Regions from separate parts of the Triticum aestivum genome. Here region 1 is linked to region 2. A link is a contact called in public Hi-C data. All regions are on one chromosome and are shown on one strand. The core of a region is the stretch at or near the end of the contact, and the rest is flanking DNA. Distances in the headings are between cores, read along the strand shown.

What was found. A called contact is a pair of places that touch in the nucleus more often than the background predicts.
Region 1: a contact with region 2 is called in a Hi-C map of leaf, with 6 times the contacts expected there. The contact joins the promoter of LOC123156388 here to the promoter of LOC123162019 in region 2. A contact is called at or near these places in 3 of 5 Hi-C or Micro-C datasets (leaf and an unstated tissue).

Annotation. Positions count from the first base shown.
Region 1 is chr7B:580,015,685-580,020,549 of IWGSC CS RefSeq v2.1, forward strand. It overlaps LOC123156388 (serrate RNA effector molecule), which reads left to right and starts at 2,758. Exons shown (of 12, transcript XM_044574517.1): 1 at 2,758-3,190; 2 at 3,325-3,392; 3 at 3,672-3,726. The coding sequence starts at 2,829.
Region 2 is chr7B:579,114,544-579,119,864 of IWGSC CS RefSeq v2.1, forward strand. LOC123162019 (GATA transcription factor 20) reads left to right here and starts at 2,960. Exons shown (of 6, transcript XM_044579832.1): 1 at 2,960-3,518; 2 at 3,625-3,738; 3 at 3,848-3,982; 4 at 4,097-4,381. The coding sequence starts at 3,099. The coding sequence ends at 4,213.

The DNA of each region.
Region 1 (4,865 bases), core at 1,508-4,007, 900 kb after region 2:
AACCGTTATTTTACATTTTTTAAACCCCTCAGATGTTTTAGGTAATTCATCCGCGGATCATATTTAGGTCAAACAAATGCTTTATAAAATCATCCATATATTTTAGACCGTAACTCCGATTTAAACATGTTTCTTTCATCTGTCATGGCATTTTTTAGAGAAGTCCCTCTATTTCAGAGAATTCAACCCGCAGTCTTGTTTAAGTTAAAACAAATCGTTATTTTCATATTTTACACAAAAGCCTTTGTCTTTTCTTAAAACCAACCCATCGTCCGGATTTAAGTCACACCCGAACCGTTATTATATATTTTTCAAACCCCCCCAGATGTTTTAGGTAATTCATCCGCGGATCATATTTAAGTCAAACAAATGCTTTATAAAATCATCCATATATTTTAGACCGTAACTTCGATTTGAACATGTTATATATGAAATTTGATTAGAAAAATATGTAGAATATGAATATGAGATTATTTTTACCTGTTAAGTATTTTAAATATTATTTTGGAATATATTTGAGTCAAACCAAATGATTTCCTAAATTATCTGTATCTTTTAAACCGTAACTTCGATTTTAACATATTATATATGAAATTTTATTAGAAAAATGTGTGGAATCTAAATATGATGTTAATTTTACCTGTTAAATATTTTTAAAATATTTTTATGGAAGCAAACATATAATTTATAGCACAAGATCCGTTTTTTTTCATACCGGTGGCGATCCTGATTGCAAATAAACACCCCACTATAACCATATACGGAAAAGAAAACATCGATAACTACATGCGCATACCTCTGAAAAATGTCGCAAGGAAAACAACAGATTTCTCATCGCGAGAGTGAGAGAAAGCGAGAGAGAGAGAGAGAGAGAGAGAGAGAGGGAGGGAGAGAGAGAGGGAGAGGGAGGAGAGAGGGAGAGAGAGACGCCTTAGGATTAACTATATTCAACACACATTTTTTGTTGTTTTGTGTGAACACCGAGGTCATCGTCGGCGAGGGTGAGAAGGAGGATAAGCGGCAACACAAATATGATGCCTCGCAAAAATAAAGGAGATGGACTTATTGTGGTCTCGAGTGATGTTGTAGAGTTAAAAGTGTGTGTTATGTTTTCTCTCCCGTTACAACGCACGGGCTCTTTTGCTAGTAATAATAAATACAGAACGACATATCTCCCCTGGTGCTGGACATACAGCCGAGTCGGCAGGAAATAATAATAAAAAAAGATCACCGTCTCCACTGTCCATATCCAAAAAGAAAGGACCCTATTTTTTTATTTTTATTTTTGGCGAGGAAAAGGTGAATTCGTTCATCAAGAAACAGACAAGTCTGCACTACGTAGTGTTGGGACCTTGTTCGGACGTGATCGAAGCCACACTGCAGTGCGCCTCTTAATTTGATCAAAGTTTGCTAAAAAGTGACTAACAACGTTTTGTTCTCTCCTAACATGCTTGACTAAGAATTCACCACGATCCTAAAGAAGAGCAACAATCTCTCGAACCGTCATCATATGCTTCAACTGGTCATCTACTCCTTCAGCTTTACCACGTCGAGGCAATCCATTTGAATCACAATTGGCAACACGTCACTGGGAAGCAAAGGAGATGCCCTCCAAACAAGCAGCTAGCTCTGACTCTAGCGGGGATGCACAAAGCCGTAGCTCACGGGAAGAAGAGAAAGTTGATGGGGCACAACCACCATCTTTCCTTTGACATGATCACCTTGGGGATTCACCTCAATGGCCAGAAGAAAGTTGATGTAGCTAGTTAGGAACCTAGTTGAGGCTTCCACAAGAGGTGGTGGTTTGTCGTGGACAATCTCATTCCCGACGTGCCAGCATCATCATGAGCGTATACATCAGTTCCTCTTCGGACAAGTCAGCGAGCACATGAAGGAGCCACTCCGGCCCAATGTGCACTAGACGCCGGACGTCCGGAATATTTCATTGCTTCGCCATTGACTGGCACAAGGCTACCGCTAGTGGGCATCCACAAGAGCATGAAAAGAAAGGCCCCTCTTATATGAGGAACGTCAGTTGGAAAAGGGTGGCAATTGCAAACGTTTTTCCTGACAATTTACGTTGTGAGAGAATAATGGCATATTCTTCAGAAACACATAGCAATTTATAGAAAAGAAGACAAAAAATTGCTGCAAAAGAGGAAACGATTCTCCTCAATCGACTGATTAATTTCTTGGCTTTCGTCCGCGTCTCGGACATGTGTCCTCCACTCCTCATGATTCCACTCAAAATTTTGTGCAACATCACCAATGTTTGGAAAGTTATTCTCGTAACATCAGTTATGTTGTAAAAAGGTGAAGACAGAATTTTTTTTTGCAACAAGGCATCTATTGCAAAAACAAACCTGCAAGAACTGTATTGCAATGGTGGAGCATCAGATTTGACAGCTCACGAGCCGACCGATCTTTTAAAAAGATCAGCAGGCGGACACGTAGCACACCCAGAAAGAAAAAAGCCCGCTCTTCCCTCTATGTCAAAATATAACATAAGACATTTTCTGACACTAATACAGAGGCAGTATGTCTCATCATATAAACTTGTCAAGAAAAAAAAACGTTCGCTTGCCACCCCTTGTCAATTGAACGTTCGTTGGATAATAATAACAATACCAAAAGAAAATAAGATCCGAGCCCGAGTACTGTAAAACCCGTTCGCGATTGCAGCCCGACCCGACCCTGCCCGTTAGTTATCTCGTGCGCCGCGGCCTAGTACCTATTTCGGCCTCCCCCTCCCTCGGCTCCATCGCCAGCCGCTCCACTCCTCCTCGGCTTTGCAAACCCTAGCTGCCCCGCCGCCAAGCGCCCCTCCCATGGCGGACGTCGTAGACCCCAGCTCCGGGCCGCCCCGCCCGCTGCCTCCGCCGCCCGACAGCCCCAGCCCCGAGGACCGCCCCGTGCCGCTGCCCCCGCCCCCGCCGCCGCCGCCCGGCGGGCCCCCGCCCACCCGCAAGCGGAGCCGCTCGCCCCCGCGGCCCTCCCTGCCGCCGCCGCCGCCCATCGGCTCCTCGCGCCCCGAGCGCATCCGCGACCGCGACCGCCGCGGCTCGCGCAGCCCCCCGCCGCGCCGCCGCCACTCGCCGCCGTCCAGGAGGTCCCCGTCGCCGCCCTTCAAGCGGTCCAGGCGGGACGACGGGTACGACCGCCGAGGAGGTCGCGGCAGCCCCCCACCACGGTACGGATAACGCACCCAGGGGCTGTGGGACTCTGGGCGTCGTCCTCAGCTCGGTCGCTGATCGAGCTTTTCGTACTGGATGCCTGATTAGCTCCCGAGATGGGTCGTAAGGTTTCATGGTGTTGCTTCTGCAGGTACGACCGTGGCGGAGGCAGAGGTGGGTACGACGATGACCGGTACCACGGCAGGCATCGTGCTTCAGGTGAGGATTTGCCCTTCATTGAGAATTCCATCCTATCAATTAGTCTCCAAAAGTAAGTATACGCAACATCAAACCATCGGTGGGAAAAGTTTATGAGTGCTCGGCTGCACCATTAGCTTTCATCCTAGGATGCTCTTAGTTGCAGTTCGAAATTTGACCACCTGATCATATATTTATCTACCACTTTGTTATCATGATTCATCGTTTCTTTTTACCTTTAGAAAAGACTCCTTGTTCATTCAGTGGAAAATCTGATGACAACTCAATTGTGATATCCAGATTGGCCTGATTCTAGATTTGGGGCACCGAATGATGGTCCTGGGAATACCCAAAGGTATATATGTATATAATTACCTACATCTACATGTTTATTTCCTTATTATGGTTAGTCTTTTGGGTTTCTGGACACTCTTATTTTTCCTCCTGGGCACATGTAGGAATTGTCAGTATTGTAAAATAATATGCAAATTAAGTCTTCTGCTATGCTCTTAGCCGCAGTTAACAGATAGAGAATCTTCTCAGAAATTCTCCATATTTGATGTTCGAAAGCAAACTGATCCTTGGCTCTATGCACGTTGGATCCTTGATTCCTAATTACTCTTATTAGCCACCAGCAAGCCTTGTGCTCTTTTTACAGTCAGCACTACCACCACCACCACAAAAGGCCTCCTCCCAGTAATCTAGCAGCTAAACTCTCGAAGGCAGGATTGGTGTATGTTTTGGATGCAGTCAAATGGAGAATCTTATGAGAATATTCTTTATCTGTTAACAACAGGCAGTTTGGGCATTGACTTATTTGAATTATTTCTCAGTTTTTTATCTCAAGATAATAAACATGAGGCCAACTTTGCTGATTATTTTATTGTTTGCATGTTATAGTCCACTATTTTGATGTGCATGCTCCTATATTGAGCATAAATCTACATTAAAAATCCCATGTAAAAACCTTGAGATATATGTAGTTGTGCACTACTTTAGTTTTCTTGCATATTTGCATAGATATTCATGCTACACGGTTTACACTAATCCTTTTTTTAACATATTCATCTTTGCCATTTTCATCATATCTGCAATAAGTTCATTTATTCGTTGGTACTTGTTCAGAAGAGAGACATGAATGGATGGCCCATTTTGTTTGGAGTAGTCGAGTTAAATCTTATATTTTTCAACCTGGTGTGAACATGCATTTTACCACTACAAAAAGTCATTCTTAAAGGTTGATGGATATAAATTATATACATTATGTCTTGTACAAGGAAGAGCAATTTGGTGCAGTTAGCGTGGTGAATAGTGTGTCATTCAAACTGCATCAATTAGTGATTTAGTTTTTTTATGTGCAGAACAAAAGTCATGTTTTGGCACCATATTTTGCAATTGTACTTGTTTTATTGTTTGCATGATACCATCCATGATTTCTCAAGAACACATGATACCTTATGGAGTACATAGAAATTTGAATATGTGGATGTGGAA
Region 2 (5,321 bases), core at 1,710-4,209:
CAAAATATGTGACATGATATGGCCATCATCATCTTGTGCTTTTGATCTTCATCTCCAAAGCAATGGCATGATCTCCATCGTCACCGGCACGACACCTTGATCTCCATCGTTGCATTGAGGTTGTCTCACTAACTATTGCTTCTACAACTATTGCTAACACATAGCGATAAAGTAAAGCAATTACATGATGCTTAGAGATTGACACACAGGTCATACAATAATTAAAGACAACCCTAAGGCTCCTGCCGGTTGTCGTACTCATCGATATGCAAGTCGTGAACTTACTACAAAACATGATTATCTCATACATCAACATATATCATATCACATCTTGACCATATCACATCACAACATGCCCTACAAAAATAAGTTAGACGTCCTCTACTTTGTTGTTGCAAGTTTTACGTGGTTGCTACGTGCAACTAGCAACAACCGTTCTTACCTACACAAAACCACAATGGTGATTATCAAGTTGCTATTTAACCTTCTGCAAGGACCGCCGTAGTCAAATCAGATTCAACTAAAGTGGGAGAAACAGACACCCGCCAGCCACCTTTATGCAAAACAAGTTGCATGTTAGTCGGTGAAACCGATCTCATGTACATGGACATGTAAGGTTGGTCCGAGTTGCTTCATCCCACAATGCCAACGAATCAAAATAAGACATTGATGGTAAGCAATATGAACATCACCGCCCACAACTCCTTTGTGTTCTACTCGTGCATATCATCTACACATATACCTGGCTCATGATGCCACTGTTGGGGAATGTTGCATGAAAAAAATCTACGCACACGCAAGATCTATCCATGGAGATGCATAGCTACAAGAGGGGGAAAGCATCAACATACCCTTGTAGATCGCTAAGCAGAAGCATTTATCAACGCGGTTGATGTAGTCGTACACCTCTGGGATCCGTACCAATCAAGCACCGAACGCACGTCACCTCCGCGTTTAGCACATGGTCATCTTGATGATGTCCTCGCCTTCTCGATCTAGAAATAGAGGCGAAGTAGCAAATGAGTTCCGGCAGCACGACGGTGTGGTGACGGGGGTGGTGAAACTATTCCGCAGGGCTTCGCCAAGCTCAACATTTTAGGACGTAGGACGAACTAGAGGGAGAGGGGGCGCCACACACGGCTTGGAATCGTGGTGTGTGTTGCCCCCTCCCCTCCTCTCATATATATAGGTGGAGGGGGGAGGGGAGGCTGCCTAGGCATGCCCCAAGGGGGCCGGCGGCCGCCCTGGGCTCCTGCCCTAGGCGCCTCACCCTTTCCTTCTTTAGGGGTGGAGGGGTTGGTAGGGGGGCGGCGGATGCCCTACCTTGGGCGTCCCCTTTCCTTCCTATAGGGCCGGCGGCCAAGAGGTAAGCGCGCCAACCCCCTCCCTTGGCCCGTTTGACCCAATAACTCCCCGAGGCCTCCCGGAACCCCTTCCGGTGGTTCGTTAAATATTTAGTGCATTTCGAAACTATTCTGGAACCCGAATACCTTCATCCTATATATAAATCTTTACCTCTGGACCATTCTGGAGCTCCTCATCATGTCCGTGATCTCATCCGGGGCTCCGAACAACATTCAGTCACCAACATACATAACTCATATAATACTATATCGTCAACGAACGTTAAGCGTGCAGACCCTACGAGTTCGAGAATGATGTAGACATGACCGAGACGCTTCTCCGGTCAATAACCAATAGTGGACCCGGATGCCCAATTGGTTCCTATATATTCTACGAAGATCTTTATCGGTCGAACCTTTATGACAACATACGCAGTTCCCTTTGTCTGTCAGTATATTACTTGCCCGAGATTCGATCGTCGGTATCTCCATACCTAGTTCAATCTTGTTATCGGCAAGTCTCTTTACTCATTCTGTAATACATTATCTTGTAACTAACTCCTTAGTCATTTTGTTTGCAAGATTCTTGTGATGTTGTATTACCGAGAGGGCCAAGAGATATCTCTCCGTTATACGAATTGACAAATCCCAATATCGATTCATGCCAACTCAACAGACACCTCGGAGATACCTGTAGAGCACCTTTATGATCACCCAGTTATGTTTTTTTGACGTTTGATAGCACACACGGTATTCCTCCAGTATCCGGGAGTTGCATGATCTCATGGTCGAAGGAATATGTATTTGACATTAAGAAAGCAATAGCAAAAACTAGACGATCATATGCTATGCTAACGAATGTGTCTTGCCCATCATATCATTCTCCTAATGATGTGATTCCGCTATTAATGACAACCCATGTCTATGATGAGGAAACCTTAACCATCTTTTAATCAACGAGCTAATCTAGTAGAGGCTTACTGGGGACTTAGTATTTGCTTATGTATTCACACATGTATTTAAGTTTTCAATCAATATAATTATAGCATGAATAATAAACCTTTTATCATGATTAATAAAATATAATAATAACCACTTTATTATTACCTCTAGGGCATATTTCCAACAGGGGTCGCTCCGCTCCGCCAACATCGGCCGCGGCAAGGCAGCCGCCAGGGCTCCGAAAGCCGTGTCGGCAGTGACCGCAGCGGCACTATGCACTGCGCAACAGGATGCTAAGCAGCTCCTCCGCTAGCGGCAGGCAGCCGCCGGACAAGGCTGCCATGGCCCTCTAGTGCAACCTTTCTTTATGTAAATTATGTCCGAACTTCAATGAAATCCGCCTGGTTTGAACGAATTTCATTCAATTAATTTGAATTGTTGGCCGGATGTATGCAGGCAACGTTGAATGGCGGCTTTCTACATCCATGTATGTCATGGGACTGCTCCCCTCGATTGAAAATGCCTTTATTAATTATAATTAATGCTAAATAGCACGTGAGACATGCGCGCTCCATCCTCCAAAAAGTGCAACTGCATTTTGGCACATGCGGGGACGGTGGGGTGACGGGGTGGGGACGCGACGCGTATGAGAGACGGGGACGGCTGAGGCCCACGGACCAGTCGCCCCGTTGACGTTTCCATTTCCGCCACTCCACAGTCCACACCGAAAACAGATCCAAATCCCACCACACCAATCCATCCGCCCCCATCTCCATCCCCGTCGCCCGATCCGATCCGGTCCGATCCCTCGCCATGGCACCGTCGTTCTGGGGCCCCGAGTTCCCCCCGCAGCCGGCGGCGGTGTTCGACGACCTCGCACCCGTGGAGGCGGAGGAGGAGGAGGAGGACGCGTACGAGGACGAGATGGAGGAGGAGGAGGAGGATGAGCACGGCAGCGACGGGGAGGTCGTCCCGATGGACACCGAGGACTCGGGCGAGGAGCTCGTCTACTCCGGCTGCGGCTGCAACATGCTCACCCTGTCCTTCCCGGGCGCTGTGCACATCTTCATGTCTGCCTCCCCTGACAAGGTGTCGCAGGTGGAAGCTGCACTTTCGCTGCAGGGGCGATTGGATCCGGCGGACTCTACGACTGCACCGCCCACCTCGCGCAACACGCTCACCATGACCTTCCGGGGCGAGGAGTGCAATTTCGACTCTGTAACCCCTGATGAGGTCCATCCCTTGTTCTCTGCAAACTGTCTTCTTTGCCTCTTTTTTACGCGATTCAGTAGTCTCGGACGATGTTGCGAGGTGCTAGTGTATTTGATCGATGTCGCAGGTGCAAGATGTGCTTTTGTCGCTCGCGGGAAGGGAGCTGATGGTCCCTAGGATTGAGCTCATAATGGGGTTCCCGAACTGGAGCTACGAATTCGACTCTGTATCCCCTGATAAGGTCCATCCCTCGACGTCAGCAAATTGTCTTCTCTGCCTGTTTTGCACATGATTTACTACTAGCCTCGAATGATATTGCAAGGTAGTGGTTTCTTTGATTGCTGTCGCAGTTGCAAGCTGTACTTTCGCTGCTGGGGGGAATGAAGCTGACGGTCTATACGGCTGTGCCATGTGCCTTGCACGACCAGCTCACTGAACCCTTGATGTGTTGGATCGACGTGTTGCACCCTGCACTCCCTGATAAGGTCCGTCTCTTGCTGTTTGCAATTAGTATAATTTTGCCTTCTCTGCCTTTTGTACGTGATTCAGTAGCCTTGAATGATATTGCAAGGTGGTAGTGTCTTTGATTGCTGTTGCAGGTGGAAGCTTTACTTTCGCTGCTCCAGGGAAACGAGCTCAACCCAGGCATTGGTGGTGGAGCATCACCATCAATTCCATACAGACTATTTTTACAGTCCATAAACAATGTTTGGTAAGGTTATGTGCTGGATGATTCACATGCGGCAGAGGTTGAATTTACCCTGCTTCAGATGTTGAATTTCCTACACTGGTGGCACCGTTGATGAGATTTAGGGAGAAGCTGAAAAAGCAGGACTTTGTTAAGAAGATCTGTTATACTACTGTTTGGAAGAACTTGCACTAAGGTTGGTATAGTTGATTATGTCTCAAATGTTGTCTGGGGAAAACGTCTGAAATACTTTAAGTTGTCGTGTTGGGAGTCGCCAAATTTGACAATATACATTGGAATATGCTACATTCCTTATGCATGTTATTTTGCCATGATTTTCTTGGGAACATATGCACATCGTAGCTTTTTTCTTAAAAAACTCTGTTCAGTATGAAGACTGATTAACTACCTCTAGTTGTTCTGGTCGCTTGATTAGTGTGTACCATGTCAAACATCACAGTTATGCTGCGATTTTTGTCAGTTGTAATACTAGTGTGGCACTTCTTTCTTTAGTCATGGTTTCCATGATCACGACATAGATCGCAATATCCTGTGATACTATGTTCTTACCAGAGCCAAATGATTTGTAGCGTATCATATATAGCAATTCATAATTATCAGATTGTGTTACCACATCTGCACAACCATAGCTTTTTCTTAGAAAACTTTGTTCAATACTCTCTCCATTTCAAAATGCATATTTGTAAAGTTTGACCAAGTTTATAGAAAAGCATCGACGTCAACAATATGAAAATAGATGTCATGGTGGATGTGATGATATTGATTTGGTATTGTGGATGTCGATAATTTATTCTTTAAATTTGGTCAAACTTTACAACGTTTAACTTAGGATAAACTAATATGCAATGTATTTTGAAATGGAGGGAGTATGAACATTGATAAATTGCCTCTAGTCGCTTTATTTAGTCTCGTGTCAAGCATTACCAGTATGATGTGATTCTTGTCAGTTGCAATATTAGTGTGACACTCCTTGATTTAGACATGGTTTCCAGGATCAATGTTTTTAACGCGGTAAGGTGAGGTGAGGCTCTGGGGGCGCATCACCTTTTAAGCGCTAAAGCGTAAGGCAAGGTGACGCCTTAGACACATACATATATAATATATGGTAGCCAATT